Linked DNA regions of Rattus norvegicus: region 2 is linked to region 1. A link is a contact called in public Hi-C data. All regions are on one chromosome and are shown on one strand. The core of a region is the stretch at or near the end of the contact, and the rest is flanking DNA. Distances in the headings are between cores, read along the strand shown. Region 1 holds the start of Fjx1 (four-jointed box kinase 1). Region 2 holds the start of Slc1a2 (solute carrier family 1 member 2).

Region 1 (2,879 bases), core at 250-2,749:
GGTTGGGAACACATTCAAGAAAGACCCCACACTTCACGCAGCACACAGAGCACCCGTGGGGAAGAAACCCATGAAGGTGTATGTGTTGGGTCAGGGCTGGGCCAGCTATGTTTTAGAGGGTTAATGTTTCTACTCTGTTAGAAACATTACATTGTCTACCCTATAACTCCAGGATAAATATACACAGTATGGCAGCTGAAACCTCTCATGTGTACTGAGTAGAGGGATATAAGGAGAGGAAAAGACCCACAATGTGAAAGAAGCCGATTTTAAGCTCTGGCTATAGGGCTGTGGGAGTAGCCTTTAGAGAACCTGGGAGTATGCACAGGTCCTGGGACAGTTCCCTGGCGTGCCAGATCTGGCTCTCGGGACAACTGAACCCTCACAGCCCTGAACTTATGACTAAGAATCTCTGATTTTGGATATGGGATACAAGAAAGGAAAGAAAAGAGCTAGTTTGTTTGCCAGTGACTTTTCTGGTAGATTAAACCAAGAAAGTCTGGAGGAAGATGCATCGGTTTTTATGTTGTGTTGGTTTGGTTTTTCTTCACTGTCCCCTTCCCACTTTTTCTCCTTTACACTAAACTAGTAAAAACGATTGTTGTTTATTTTCCCTTGTTTGGGTGAAAATTATAATTGGGGAAAAGGTGACTAAATGACAACTAAAAAACAAGTTGAGAATGTTGGCAATAAATGTTTATATCTGTCTTTATATCGCTATTCCTACATATTGAACATTCTTTAAAAAGGGAAAACCAAGTGGCATGAGACCAGGAGACCTGACTTGAATATCCAACTTGCACAGCATCCCTAAGAAAAGTCACAAAAGTCAACCACATGGCTCTCAAGACTGCAATGATCCATACTGGAGAGCTTGCTCTGGAGAGGGGTTGTGGGTTCAAAGTCATTGATGGTTCCTCTCCCCTCTGGAGTCACATCCTCTAGGGCTCCGGACATTCCCGAGAATTTACATAAGCCAGCGTGAATCACAGCAAGTGAAGTTGCAAAAGGACCCACCCTGACCCTTTCCTGTACTGCGGTGGAAGTCTGCCTGAAGTTTTCGGATCAGACACAGTCCAAACGAGGGTACTAGGGGATCATCCCACTCCCACAAGAGCACCGGACACGCCGCTACCGCCAAGCCCTATATTTGGTCTCTGCCCCTCCTCGGCCCCCTCCCGCTCCGACGCCCCCGCATGGACGCCGCCAGTCCGGCTTCCTCCCTGTCCCGAAGTCCGGGACAGAGAGTGGGGCCACCTTTCGCTCCTGGAAGGATCGGTTGCCGCTTTAAGGGGAAGAGGAAGGGAAGGGGCGGGGGAGTGGGGGCGGGGAGAGGAGGCAGAGGAGGGGGAGGGGGATCCCCCTTGCTCCCACGTGGTCCGGGCGCCTGTGAATCGCGCCCGCCGGAGGGTCTCACAGCGAAATACAAAAGCAGCTGGGAAGCCACGGCGAGGCGAGTTCCCAGCGCCGGGGCAGAGCGCTGGTCAGAGCCCCGCAGCGCTCCGCGGCCGCGATGGGGCTCCGGCACCCGAAGCCCGGGAGCCAGCCAGCAGCCGGGCCCGCCTCGCCGCCCGCACCCGGGCGCCCGGGCTTGGCTTGAAGCGGCGGCGGTGGCACCGGCGCGCCGGCAGGAGCATGGGGCGGAAGATGCGGGGCGCCGCCGCCGCGGGGCTCTGGCTGCTGGCTTTGGGCTCGCTGCTAACGCTGTGGGGAGGGCTCCTGCCACCACGGACCGAGCTGCCAGCCTCCCGGCCGCCGGAAGATCGACTCCCTCGGCATCCGATCCAGAGTGGCGGCCCCGCGCCCGAGCCGCGATTCCCTCTGCCCCCGCCCCTAGTGTGGGACGCCCGCGGCGGCTCCCTGAAAACTTTCCGGGCGCTGCTCACCCTGGCGGCCGGCGCGGATAACCCGCCTGGGAGGCACCCGGACGATCGCGGGCGGCACGTGCCCTCCGGGCTGTCCTGGCCAGCGGAGCACACGGCAGTGCACGGGGGCGTGTTTTGGAGCCGCGGCCTGGAGGAGCAGGTGCCCCGGGGCTTTTCCGAAGCCCAAGCAGCAGCTTGGCTGGAGGTGGCACGGGGAGCTCGGGTGGTGGCTCTGGATCGCGGGGGCTGTGGACGCAGTTCCAACCGCCTAGCCCGCTTTGCCGACGGCACCCGTGCCTGTGTACGCTACGGCATCAACCCAGAGCAGATACAGGGCGAGGCCCTGTCCTACTACCTTGCGCGCCTGCTGGGCCTCCAGCGCCACGTGCCGCCGCTGGCACTGGCTCGGGTGGAGGCTCGGGGCGCGCAGTGGGTGCAGGTGCAGGAGGAGCTGCGCACGGCGCACTGGACCGAGGGCAGCGTGGTGAGCCTGACGCGCTGGCTGCCTAACCTCACCGACGTGGTGGTGCCCGAGCCCTGGCGATCAGAGGACGGCCGTCTGCGGCCCCTGCGCGACGCCGGGGGCGAGCTGACCAACCTCAGCCAGGCGGAGCTGGTGGACCTGGTACAATGGACCGATCTGATCCTCTTCGATTACCTGACAGCCAACTTCGACCGGCTTGTAAGCAACCTCTTCAGCTTACAGTGGGACCCACGCGTTATGCACCGCGCTACAAGCAACCTGCACCGAGGACCAGGAGGGGCGTTGGTCTTTCTGGACAATGAGGCGGGCCTGGTGCACGGGTACCGGGTAGCCGGCATGTGGGACAAGTATAACGAACCGCTGCTACAGTCGGTGTGTGTATTCCGAGAGCGGACTGCTAGGCGCGTCTTGGAGCTGCACCGGGGTCAGGACGCGGCAGCCCGGCTCCTGCGCCTCTACAGTCGCCACGAACCGCGTTTCCCAGAGCTGGCGGAGCTCGCAGACCCCCACGCTCAGCTGCTACAGCGCCG
Region 2 (2,879 bases), core at 189-2,688, 230 kb before region 1:
CCCAATATGTAATTCTAGCACATGGTACTGCCTTCTGGCTCACAAGCACCAAACTGGATCACCTTTTCAGATAAGTAACTACTCCGAAGACCCACACCGGTAAAAAGGGCAATGTGGAGAAATTTTGTTGTACAAGATGCTAGGCGCCTTTCGAAAGATTTGGGGGATGAGAGAAATAGATGGATGGGCTGTTTCTCTTGGACACAGATGGGCAGGTTTAGAAGTATTTTCTTTGTCTGAGGTTGGAATCTCGAAGTCTGGCTTTAAACACCTTCTCTCCACTCCTGCTTAGAGATCACCACCTACCACCTCACCGAAAGTTGGTGGAGTTTGACTTCTATTAAGCATGCTCCAGAAAATGCCAGAACCTAGGACTCAAGTATATAGTCCTGAGCAGCCCCTGATACTTGTTTCTGAGGTGTGGGTCCACTGGTCTCTCAAAAGCAGCTAGTGCCATTTGTGGAATAACCCAAAAGCTGGGGTCCCCAATTGTTCTTTTTATTCTGTTCTAGGCTCCGGAAAGCCTGAGAAGTGTTTTGGGGAGACAGGATTAGGATGCGTTGGAGTGAGTATTCAAGGGACTCTTGCATTCCCCATGCTTCCCTTGCTAAATACAGTTGTCCTTCTACCACAGAAGCGATCATCATGACAACTGTGGCCTCAAGAGACAGGGGCGACTCCAAGGCCACAGGCAAAATAAAAAAAAAAGCCAGTGATAGCCCAGATAAGTTTGGAAAGTCTAGTCTTGCTCCAAGCTACAGGTTTTCTCTTCTCTATCGGGAAGCACCCAAATCTCTTCCACTCTTCCCTGCAGCTAGCCAGGGAGATTCCGATATCCAAAAGCAAAAATCTCTTGGGCTGGGGGCTTGCCCTCATCCCCTACCCGCGCGCGCCCAAAGCAAGCATTCAGGGCTGTGCGCTTCTCTTCGCCCCGCCCCTGCTCTGGTCCCGGCTCATTCATTCCAACCGGTCCCCACCTTGCAGCCCAGGCAGTGTCTCCTGCAGGCTCTATGGACAATTCTTCATTGCCTTTAAATCTCTGAAGTAACCTCTACGGTTTCTTTTCACACTTTTCCACACCCTGATAGTAATTCACCCTTTCATTAGATCCAATTCTCTGTCTCCCGCATCCTCAAAGGACAGCTAGACCACCAAAGAAACCGGACCCCTTCCCACCACCTCCAGCCTGGCGAGCGCTCTGGTAGGGTTTCAGAGGTCCCGGTCACAGTTCTCTGTCCCCATCTGGGATAGGGCACCACCACCCTGCGCGCGGCTCCCGCTTCCCCACAGGTACCCAGAAAAACTCTCACCCCTCGGTTGATGCCATGGCGTGGGGAACGCCCCCTCCTCCCGGGCACGGTCTGGAGACAGTGGCGACGAGCTGGGTGAGCCCGGAGTGCGGCGGGGAGCGGTATTTAACGGGCAGCCTCTCTCCGCCCTCGCACCCCCCTCCTGGGTAAGCCCTTAGCGCCTCGGCGCGCGCGGAGGCTGCTGCGGGCGCTAATCCACGTCCTGGCTTTCCACCGCGCGCGGTCCGCGTTCCCGTGAACGGCTCGCGGCCAGCGCTCCGAGAGGAGCTACGGGGATCTTACACCGGCTCCTGCAAGGTCGCGCTGGTCGCAGGGCTGCAGGAACACGCTCCCTGCGTCCTGGCCGCCACCTGTGTCTGTGCTTCGCCGCGGGGCAGACCCGTACCACGAGTGGCCGTCACCGAGCGGGATTGGGGAAGACCGGGAGTGCGAGTGCGGGGGAGTGTGTGCGTGCGTGCGCGTGTGCTGGTGTGTGCGCGCCGGGGGAGGCGGTGGAGGCTGCTGCGCCCTGGCTCGGCGCCGGCCGAAGAGGGATTGCAAGGTTTAGCCCCGCCGGAGCTGGGGATTTGCAGGCGATCGCTCTCTATTTTTGTCCAGAGCTGACATCACCCGAGCCTCAGCCTGGGGCGACTTCTTTAACCGTTGCCCCTGCCCCCCATCTTTAGACGCTGTCCCTCTTCTGTTGTCCCTCCCCCACCAGTCTCCAGTCATAAATTAACAAAAAAAAAAAAAAAAAAAAAAAAAAGGCTCTGCCGGTAGTCCGGGAACGCTTTGGACAGCCAGTGGCAGGATCCCAGGGTCTAAGGAGTCGCTATTGTTTCTTCTCGCGTCCGAGTGGCCCCGGGTCACCCTGTGCTGGGCCAAGTGCTGAGACCCGGGATGCCCCTCCGTCCCCAATCCTTGGAGAAGCCTTGGCGGTCCCCATCACTCCCTGGACATCTGCTCGTGCTCACATCACACAGACCGGCACACCCACCCTCATCCTACAACTTCTGGGATGGGGAGTCCCACAGAATCTGAGCTGCAGAAACACTCAGGTGGCCGGAAGGAACCGCGACCCAGCTGCGGGTCCTTCATCGCCGGGGCCCGAATAAATCCCGGACATTCGATCATTCGTCTATATTAATATTAATGTGGTTCTCCGAGGGCGGGCGGGGTGTGAGGGAGGCCATAATCTCTCTCTCTCTCTCTCTCTCTCTCTCTCTCTCTCTCTCTCTCTCTCTCTCTCTCCTAACCCCCACTCCCACCCCCACCCCCACTCCCCAGGCCAAGTGCTGGAGACGTATCTCTTCCACCAACCGGGTGCTCAGTTCTCCTCAGGCCTCCGAGTATGGGGGAGGTGTGCAAAGACAGATGGGCTCCTGCAAGGGAGAGTCCAAATCTCATGCCCAGCTTTGCATAATAATGACAAGTTCTGTTCAGCTTTTATTATCTCGGGGACTGGGACACAGCAGACACCTACAGGTCCTCCACCTGCTAACCCTGTGGCCACCTGAAAGACAAAACCTTCTTTTCCTCTGCTGGACAATGGGACTCAAAACTGTGCCTTTACAGGGCCCTGGTGAGAAT

The links. A called contact is a pair of places that touch in the nucleus more often than the background predicts.
Region 2: a Hi-C map of Schwann cells shows a contact between it and region 1, with 3 times the contacts expected there. The contact joins the promoter of Slc1a2 here to the promoter of Fjx1 in region 1. A contact is called at or near these places in 3 of 12 Hi-C or Micro-C datasets (the A7r5 cell line, Schwann cells and mammary epithelial cells) and 1 of 1 datasets of contacts at active chromatin or transcription factors (oligodendrocytes).

The regions. Positions count from the first base shown.
Region 1 is chr3:109,229,944-109,232,822 of GRCr8, reverse strand. It overlaps Fjx1 (four-jointed box kinase 1), which reads left to right and starts at 1,499. Exons shown (of 1, transcript NM_001108955.1): 1 at 1,499-2,879. The coding sequence starts at 1,636.
Region 2 is chr3:109,458,668-109,461,546 of GRCr8, reverse strand. Slc1a2 (solute carrier family 1 member 2) reads right to left here and starts at 1,438. Exons shown (of 11, transcript NM_017215.3): 1 at 1,311-1,438. The coding sequence starts at 1,327.